Linked DNA regions of Mus musculus: region 1 is linked to region 2. A link is a contact called in public HiCAR-type data. All regions are on one chromosome and are shown on one strand. The core of a region is the stretch at or near the end of the contact, and the rest is flanking DNA. Distances in the headings are between cores, read along the strand shown.

Region 1 (4,671 bases), core at 334-2,833, 2.4 Mb after region 2:
GCTTTTCTATAGCCTCATTTATTAGCTGTATATCCATATCGATTTATTTTGTTTAAAAGGCATGTATTTTATTATTTATTTATTTATTTATTTATTCATTCATTTAGTATGGGGGTGGGAGGGGAGATGTTCCACAGTGCACATCTGGAGGACCATGGACGACTTGCAGAAGCCAGTTCTCTCCTAGCAACCATGTAAATTCTGAGGATCAAACTCAGATCGTAAGGATTGTCAGCAAGGGCTCTTAACCAATGGCCTATCTCTCTGGCTTTGCATCCCAGTATAGGTGCTTCTCAGCTTATGATAAGAGTCACATTTGATAAACCCACCATCACTTGAGAACACGTTAAGTCAAGGGAACATTTAATACACTCAAGGTAGTAGACATCCTATGCCAGTATCAGTTTGCTGTACAGCATCCGTTGCTTAGCGTTGAGAAGACCCAGCTGCCAGAAATTATGGCTTGTTAAAGGCAGTCATCAGCAGGACAGGGCACAGCAGCAATACTGTGAAAAATCAACCACCATAAACTGAAAGGTAATACAGATGCTCTATAGTTACTTCCTTTGCTATGCAAACTGTTCTATCTTACTAAGTCCCTGTTTGTTAAAGGTACAATACTTTTTTTTTTTTTTTTAGGGAGTCCCTAATTAAAAATATCCCTGATGGTTTCTCTTTATAAATCTACTGTCTAGTTCTGTGGATTCTTCTTTAAAGACTGCTCTTTCTTCTGCCATACTGCCTGCTCAAAAACTCCATCAAATTGCCTATTATTTGAATTTGTACTTGTTTCATTCTGACGTGCATGATGTACTGACATTTCTTCCCCATTCCAAAACCTGCAAATTATCTATAAAGTGGCTCTAATTCCTGGGACTTCTCTGAGCACAATTTTACAGATAGTGGACTTAAATAGTCTCAGCAACACGGGTCTTATTTTATACTTCCTCTCCAAAGTCCTAGAAGCTATCTTTGCAAAAACTGAACACTACATTTGTAATTGTACCCGCAGATGTTGCTGCAATTGACTGCAGTTTTAATTAAGAAAAACATACTCTGCTATTTAAAAACAGTCCCTTAAATACAGCTCCCAGCTGAAATCTTCCAGCATCCAGCCATCCCACCCCTTCCAGTGGCCTGATGTTCGACGGGGGAGGAGCCAGGAGCAAGCAGGCTCTGGGAAGCTGGAGAGCGCGGGATGGGGAAGTCCCGGAAGTCACTGACCAGAGAGTCTCGGCGGGTTCTCTCTGGGCAGTGGTCCCAAAAACTACAGGCTCTTCAGCGGGGCGGGGACCGCTCCCGGCCCCGGCTTGGGGGCGAACCCGGATCGAGGGAGGCGGGTGGGACGCTCCCAGAGGTCCAGGGCGATTGGCAGACGCGGATGAGGGGCGGTGGAGCTTTAGGAGAGGAGCTAACAGGTCGACAGAGCAGACGGCGTGATGATTGGACGGCACGGAAGGAGCTGGACCAGATCTGGCCGCTCATTGGTCTCAGCATGAGGAGGAGGCGTGGCCAGCGCGCGCGGGAGGGAGGGAGGGCGAGAGAGCGGGGCCGGCCCGCCCGAGAGACGGTCGGTCTACGAGCGCGGCGGGAGCGCGTTCCAGCTCGGGCCCCGGTGCTATCCTCCGATCCGCCGCGCTCCGGCCTGGGGTCTCGGGGCGGGAAGCTCGGTGAAGCGGGCGCGGGGAGCAGGGCGGAGGGGACGAGGCGCGCTGCGCTGCCGCCCGGTCCTCACCGGGTGCTGCGGGCCCCGGGCGCGCGGGGCTCCGCGGCGCGCGCACTATGCGGGCGGATTGCCGGCCGCCGCGATGGCGAGCCGGGCGCCGCTGAGAGCCGCGCGCAGCCCCCAGGGTCCCGGAGGCCCGGCCGCGCCCGCCGCCACCGGCCGGGCCGCGCTGCCCAGCGCCGGCTGCTGTCCCCTCCCTCCTGGCCGCAACTCCTCCTCCAGGCCTCGACTGCTCCTTCTGCTGCTCCTACTGCTCCAGGACGCTGGAGGCCAGCAAGGTGAGTGGTGGCCCGCACCGGTCGGCCTCCTGAGGCTCTTGGCTGTTGGAGGAACCTGCCGACGAACCCAGAGATGCAGAGACACCACACTGGCGAGGCTGATGTGGCGGGGACCGGGGCGGGGTGGTGGTGCCGCCCGGTGTCTCAAGTTTGTGTCGCTTTACTTTTCCGCAAAGCCATTCATTTCTGTGAAAGAGGGACGTATGAGACCCTGCCGTGGAGGCCTCCTTGCTGTCTCCTTCTGGACTGATGGACGGAGTCGGGAGCAAATTAAAAAGCATCTTGAGCTTATTAAAGACAGGCAGGGATTGCTGTTCTTAGGGATAGCGCCCAGGTTCTAACGCGAATGAAGCAAATTGCAGTGCTCTCTAGAGCCTTGCTTACGTTTGCAATTCGTTCTTCAGAGCACCTGCCCATTACTGAGGACCGTGGTTTGTAGATTGTCTTGATCAAACACAGAAGTGGCCCAGAGTAGCGGTCCACTACCAAAAGCGCAAACTTTCTCAGAAAGTGACAAAGCTTCTTTTCCTTCTACAATCCCATTCCAGAAGCGGGAACAACTGTTGGTTGATAAATCATCAACAATAGAAAGAGAATACAGGACTGAACTTTTTAGTGTTGCTGCTTTGGGCAGCGTACCACATTCTGTTTGGCTTTATTTCTTCCATGGCTTTTCTTGTTACTAATTGCTAGGGAGAGTTTCTTGAAATACGTTTTCCATTTCTCAGTTCAGCTTCCCACTGTGTGCACTTTTTGTCAGTAAGGAATATCTTCAAGGTCATGGGATTGTCTCTTGGGAAGGTGCAGCCTTGATGGACGTGTGAGAGGTAATCGCTAAGAGAAAAACGTAAACTGTCCTCTTTAATAGTCACATTTAAACTGAGCAACCTAAGGTTTAGAGGTCTAATAGGCAGATTTCAGTCAGCGCTTACTGTTTTAGAGTGTGGAAGCCTCTGAAGTTTTGGCATCTATGTGTGTGTTTTTCTTTCTCGTGGTGGGGAGACAGACTTATATGGCTACAGAAGCTTAGTGTGTGTGGGAGGCCCGGGACTAAGTGGTTTGTGTAAATCAGTGCATTTAACACACAGCTTGGTGAGTTAGTTATCCCGTTCCCAGCAGAGGGAAACCGATGCACAGGGAATACAGCATATTTTAATGTAGAAAGGAATATGACCATTTAAGCAGTCCACTGTGTTTGAACATTTCTAGATGGCTTACATCTAGAATTTCACGTCATGTTTAAAACAAATCTTCGAGTAACAGAGTCAGCTATATAGGACACCATTATCTTTTGGAGTAGTCATTCCCAGACTGATGTAACATGCAACATTATCTTATTTTAAATGATTTTTGAATCATTTTAGTCAGCATTGTAACAATATATTTCTTCTCCCATTGCCAAAAGATTCCAAAATAAATAGAAATAATTTTAGAGAGCATAAAAAGACATGATTTTTATTTCTTCAAAATCGGGTAGTTTTGTTTGTTTAATACCTTTGTATCAATTTTCTGTCTTGCTCATATGTGAATGCATGTCTCTTTCATAGACTAAGTAAATGAACCAGAAACACACAGTTTTACAAAGGGAAAGCATAATGTATTTATCAATTATTAAACACGAGTTACTAAGTTAGTAAATTAAGGACTAGTTTGGTGAGTATCTGAAAATTCAGAAATTGTATGAGATGAGAATTCCCTGATTTTTAAAAAATCTCTCCCTCTGAGGGCCCTAGTACTGCTTGCAGTGAAATTTCTTTGAAGTTAGTCTTAACTAAGATAACACATTCCTTCAGGGTCAGCTGACATTCCCTCACTCAGGATGTGAATCTCTTAAACACCTCTAGCGATTTTAATATGAGAATGCCCATGTGTTCCAAGGTGGACTTTGTACTCTCTTAAGAAGCCTTGGGAAGAAGTTTGGAAGGAATAATATAACCTTATCAGTTGTCTCTGAGTGATAGAACCTTTCCAAATGTCTGCTACTAGCATGTAGTTATAATGAAAAATAAACTGAAGAAAATAGGCTGGCTGAATCAGTCTTGCTCCCCACGGAGCCTACCCAGGTAGACACATATTCCGTGTCCATGGGAGTGCGTAAGTGGGTTTTTATCTTCCTGACACTGTTTTGAAATGATGCTCTCTCTTGCCTTTGTTCTACTTAAGGCCATACATAGCTCTTTCTCAGCAGATTTCCTGCCAAAAGTGATTTTTCTTTCTGCTTGGCTTAGAATAAAGTTCATCACGTTTTTGAAAACCTAATTCTTCACAATGATGTATCATAACTATCTAATATTCTTTAAATTATAAATAGACTTGGTTTACTTACATATATTTATAGTATAGACATTTTAGATGTAGCTTATATACATGAATTCTAAAATTCATGGTAAGTTCACCTTCAAATCTTTATATTAAGATCATTTTCAAAACCTTTTTTAAAAAATACATCTTTTTAATAAAACTGAAATTAGTAGAGCTTAGCCTGATTGCATATTTGCTGCTGTAATACATTTTCATAATAAGCAGCTAATACTCTACTGTGATAGAATTTCTATCTCCAGTTTACATTATGACTAGGAATTTGGGTCACCTCATCTCGGTAACTCAGCTTCCTCATTTATATTACAGATTTGTCTACCTTGTGGGCTAGAATGTGACTTGGAAATG
Region 2 (4,449 bases), core at 988-3,487:
CAAGGTCCAAGTGCTTTGATAGCAAGCACTTTGCAACCACTGATCCATCTCCCCAACTTCCAGCTTTCAGTTTCTGAGGAGGGGTCTCGTGCTTCCTAGGCTGACCTCAGACTGTGTAGCAGAGGGCGGTCTTGATCCTGATCCCCCTGATTCAAAAACCCCAAGGTACCATCTTGCATAACTCACAGCTTTCTTAGAATTGCTCCCCCACTTCTCAACTACCCACTTACAGAACACTGTGAGTTGCTTATAAAAATAGAAAATATTAACCACTACATTTGTTTCAGTAAGCAGTGACTTGGAGCAGAGTTGGCAGCCTTCCACAAAATCCATCAGCTGGCTCCTGCCATCTCTCTTTCCCTCACTCAGAATGTCCCATTCCAAGTTCCCATCTGTCCTCACCCGAGCTTCTCTATGGGGACTATATTTCCAGGTTTTTGTTGTTGTTTTGTTTTTGAGACAGGCTACACATGACCCTGGTAATCCTAGAACTTGCTCTGTAGACCAGACTGTCCTTAAACTCTGGGATCTGCCCATCTCTGCCTGCCAAATATCCAGAAGTTCTTTAAAATAGGTTTTTTTTTTAAATTAAAAGTTTTTTTTTTTTTTTTTTTTTAATTTTTAAATTTCATCTGACTTTCTGTGTCTGAATGTTTAGCTCTACGTGTGTACACCAGGTGGCACTGTGTGGTCACTGGAGGTCAGAAGACCCAGCTTGGTTTCCTGGAACTGGAAAACCATCTGTTGTGAGCCACCATGTGTATGCTGGACCATGTCTAATGCCAGTCCTCTACTAATTCAACAAGTGCTCTTACAAGCTGAAACATCTTTCCAGGCCCTAAAATAGCTTTTCTTTCTTCTTAAGATTTATTTATTTTTACGTTCATTGGTGTTTTGCCTGTATGTATGTCTATGAGAAGGTGCCAGGTCCCCTGGAACTGGATTTACAGTTATTGAGTTGCCGTCTGGGTACTGGGAATTGAAGTCAGGTCCTTTGGACGAGTTGCCAGCGCTCCTAACTGCTGAGCCATCTCTCCAGCCCCATAAAATAACTTTATTTTTCCTTTATTTTATTTTCGGTTTTTAGAGACAAGGTCTGTGTGTAGCCTTGGATGTCTTGTAACTCCCTGTGGGCGAGGCTGGCCTCAAAAGTCTTAGTGACCAGCCTGACTCTTCTGGGATTAAGGCTGTGCCTCCACCGGCTGGCTAGCATAGCTTTTCTTTTTTTTTTTTTTTCTTTTTCTTTTTTTCTTTTTTTGCCTGTGTGTGTGTGTGTTTGTGTGTGTGTGTGTGTGTGTGTGTGTGTGTGTATGTAAGTACACTCATGAGTTCGGGGTCAGGCAGCTAGCTGGAGTTACAGGTGGCTGAACTCTGGTCGTCTTCAATAGTTGTATGTATTCTTAACCTGCTCACCTTTCCAACTCGTAACTTCAGGTTTTGAGACAGGGTCTCACACTGTAACCAAGGCTGGCCTCAAACTTGTAGTAGTCCCGCCTTAGTTCCTGAGTGCTCGTATTACAAGTGTTGGCAATCTATTTGAACTAGTGATTAATTACTTTTAGTTTTTGATACAGGGGGTCACTATTTATGTACCGTTGGAACTCTTACTACTATGTAGACCAGCCTGCCAGTGCGTCTTCAGAGAGCTGAGATTAAAAGCTTGCCCCACAGTGGCGGGCTCTAATATTTTTTGGAGGTGGGGATTTAATTCAGGGTTTTGCGTACCACTCGTGCTATCCCTGGGCCACGCTGTCGGCCGCTACGATTTTTTTCTTTCTTTTTCTTTTTTTTTTTTTTTGGTTTTTCGAGACAGGGTTTCTCTGTGCAGCCCTGGCTGTCCTGGAACTCACTTTGTAGACCAGGCTGGCCTTGAACTCAGAAATCCACCTGCCTCTGCCTCCCAAGTGCTGGGATTAAAGGCGTGCGGCACCACTGCCCGGCAGGCCGCTACGATTTATTTTTGTTTCAAGGAATAATCCAAAGCCAAATGCAAAAAGTGACCTTCAGGTTTTACCTGCGAGATAAAAACTGGTCTGGGCTTCGTAAGAGGAGGAAAGACACGTAGAACATCCTTGTCTCTTGTTTATTAAATCCTGCGAAATGCTGGCTTTAGATTCTAGAACACTAGCCTGGAGGAAATAAAATGGCACAGAACCCAAGCCAAGAACCAACTTGGACCTTAAACGAACACCTCAAACCCACTCCCCGCCAATGCTGTAGGAAGAAAGCTGTTGCTAGGAAACAGACTGGGCGCTCGGAAGTGACATCATCTCTGGGCGCCGGGGTCAAGGAAGGGAATTTAGGGAGGAGATTCTCTCCCTCTGCCCTATAAGGTTCTCCCATGATTCTTTCTTTCTCTTCGCCATCTTTACCCCGGCAGGCCGACATCTATCACCATGAAGTAAGCGGGCGCCCGGTGTCCCAATCCGCCTCCATCCTGAGGCCGAGCTACCGGGGATGGCTCCTCTTTGCAGCGCACATACTAACGAGCTTCGCCTTTTCCTTCCAGGGTCGAGCTGTGCAGTTTCAGCGGGTACAAGATCTACCCGGGACACGGGCGGCGCTACGCCAGGACCGACGGGAAGGTAAAGGCCGGCTGGGCCGAGCGCGGCTCGGGACGCTGGGAGTAGAAGGACGGTCCTCTCTCCCCGAAGGCCCCGGGACCGCGTGTGGGATGGGAAACTTGAGGGAATATGGATGGTGTGTAAACCAGGCTGGAAATGAGTGCTGTATGTAACCAATGGGAAAGGGAAATGGGCTTCAGGTCTTTTGGAGTCGGAGAGGGCTCAGAGCCAGATTTCTTTGAGTTTAGCGCCACCCGACCCTTTGCGACTAGTGTAGATTTTTCGGCTCCTGAGAAGACTGTAGCATTGATGCCACCCTGTCATTTGTGTCACAAAGAGGTCTCTTGCCTCCTTTATATATTTATATATTGAGAAGAGAGAAGTAGAATAAAGCTGGAGGAGGACGTCAGTCTCCACTTTGTGTAAAAGGATGACTAATTTGAATTTGTTAACTGCAGGTTTTCCAGTTTCTTAATGCAAAATGTGAGTCAGCATTCCTTTCCAAAAGGAATCCTCGGCAGATAAACTGGACTGTCCTCTACAGAAGGAAACACAAGAAAGGGCAGTCGGTAAGTGGAATGCAGCTTGCTAGTAGCCTCTTTTAAAGTTACACTGTCAGATTTTGCCAGGTTAAATTTTGGTTAAACAAAACTATGCAATGTGCTCTTGAACTAAACCATCAGACAGTAGCAGAACTTGTTAGTGTGGCCTTGGGTACCATAGCCTTCCAAGCTGTGTGTTGAAATTTGAAATGATTCCTCTCTGTAAGCTTCATTTTGGGTTGAAGAGGCCCTTAGGGGATGGTAGGTGTTGCTCTGGGTGGAGGTGTGGTGCTAGGACAACAGCTAATAGTTAGGCTTGGCATGTGTGAGCCTCGTTAAATAGATTCTAGCTGGGTATTATAGTAAACAGTGGTCCCAGATGTGAAATATGTTAAGTGGGCATGGTGGCCCACTCATGTAATGCCAGTGTCTGGGAGGTAGAAGCAGGAGGATCAGTAGTTCAAAGTCAGCCTAGGCTACATAAAACCTTGTTTCCCAAAGCAGAGCACGCAGTACAGAGTTAGTGAAAAGAAAGATGAATTATATTTATTAGATCCTTTTGGATGAATAAATGGGGGGAGGGAATCTTAGAGGTGTGAAGATGTAGAGAAACAGAAATCCTAGAATAAAATGATACAGCTGTTGTAAACCTTTTAATTAACTCAAAATGTTATTTATTTTGGTTTTTTTAGACAGGGTTACTCATAGATCAGGTTGACAACTGTTAAAAAATTTTTTTTGTGTTCTTAACATCTGGCAATTCCATTCTAAGTATTGAAAGCAGGTACCCAACAAATCTGTTATCGAACTCTTGGAATGCTGAGGCAGTAGAATTGACTTTTTGTTTGTTTAGTTTTGTTTTTTGTTTTTTTCTCGAGACAGGGTTTCTTTTTTTTTCCCCCATTTTTTATTAGGTATTTAGCTCATTTACATTTCCAATGCTATACCAAAAGTCCCCCATACCCACCAACCCCTCACTCCCCTACCCACCCACTCCCCCTTTTTGGCCCTGGCGTTCCCCTGTACTGGGGCATATAAAGTTTGCAAGTCCAATGGGCCTCTCTTTGCAGTGATGGCCGACTAGGCCATCTTTTGATACATATGAGACAGGGTTTCTTGTGTAGCCCTGGCTGTCCTGGAACTCACTCTGTAGACCAGACTGGCCTCAAACTCAGAAATCGCCTGCCTCTGCCTCCCAAGTACCAGAATTAAAGGCGTGTGCCACCAACTAAGGCTACAAAGTAAAATCAATCCTATTTCCAAAAAAGGTGGTTACAATCAGTTGAATGCTTAAAATTAAATATATATATATATATATATATATATATATATATATATATAAT

The links. HiCAR-type assays count read pairs that join an accessible place to other places.
Region 1: a contact with region 2 is called in a HiCAR-type map of astrocytes, with 5 times the contacts expected there. The contact joins the promoter of 4930461C15Rik here to the promoter of Rpl24 in region 2. A contact is called at or near these places in 2 of 39 promoter capture datasets (the 3T3-L1 cell line and pre-B cells) and 1 of 115 datasets of contacts at active chromatin or transcription factors (astrocytes).

Annotation. Positions count from the first base shown.
Region 1 is chr16:58,406,948-58,411,618 of GRCm38.p6, forward strand. 4930461C15Rik (a long non-coding RNA gene) reads right to left here and starts at 1,584. Exons shown (of 4, transcript XR_384912.2): 1 at 1,225-1,584. It overlaps Dcbld2 (discoidin, CUB and LCCL domain containing 2), which reads left to right and starts at 1,588. Exons shown (of 16, transcript NM_028523.3): 1 at 1,588-2,004. The coding sequence starts at 1,809.
Region 2 is chr16:55,964,038-55,968,486 of GRCm38.p6, forward strand. Rpl24 (ribosomal protein L24) reads left to right here and starts at 2,238. Exons shown (of 6, transcript NM_024218.4): 1 at 2,238-2,401; 2 at 2,510-2,585; 3 at 3,023-3,133. The coding sequence starts at 2,397. Gm6958 (MLV-related proviral Env polyprotein-like) reads left to right here. Exons shown (of 1, transcript XM_001480210.4): 1 at 1-1,011.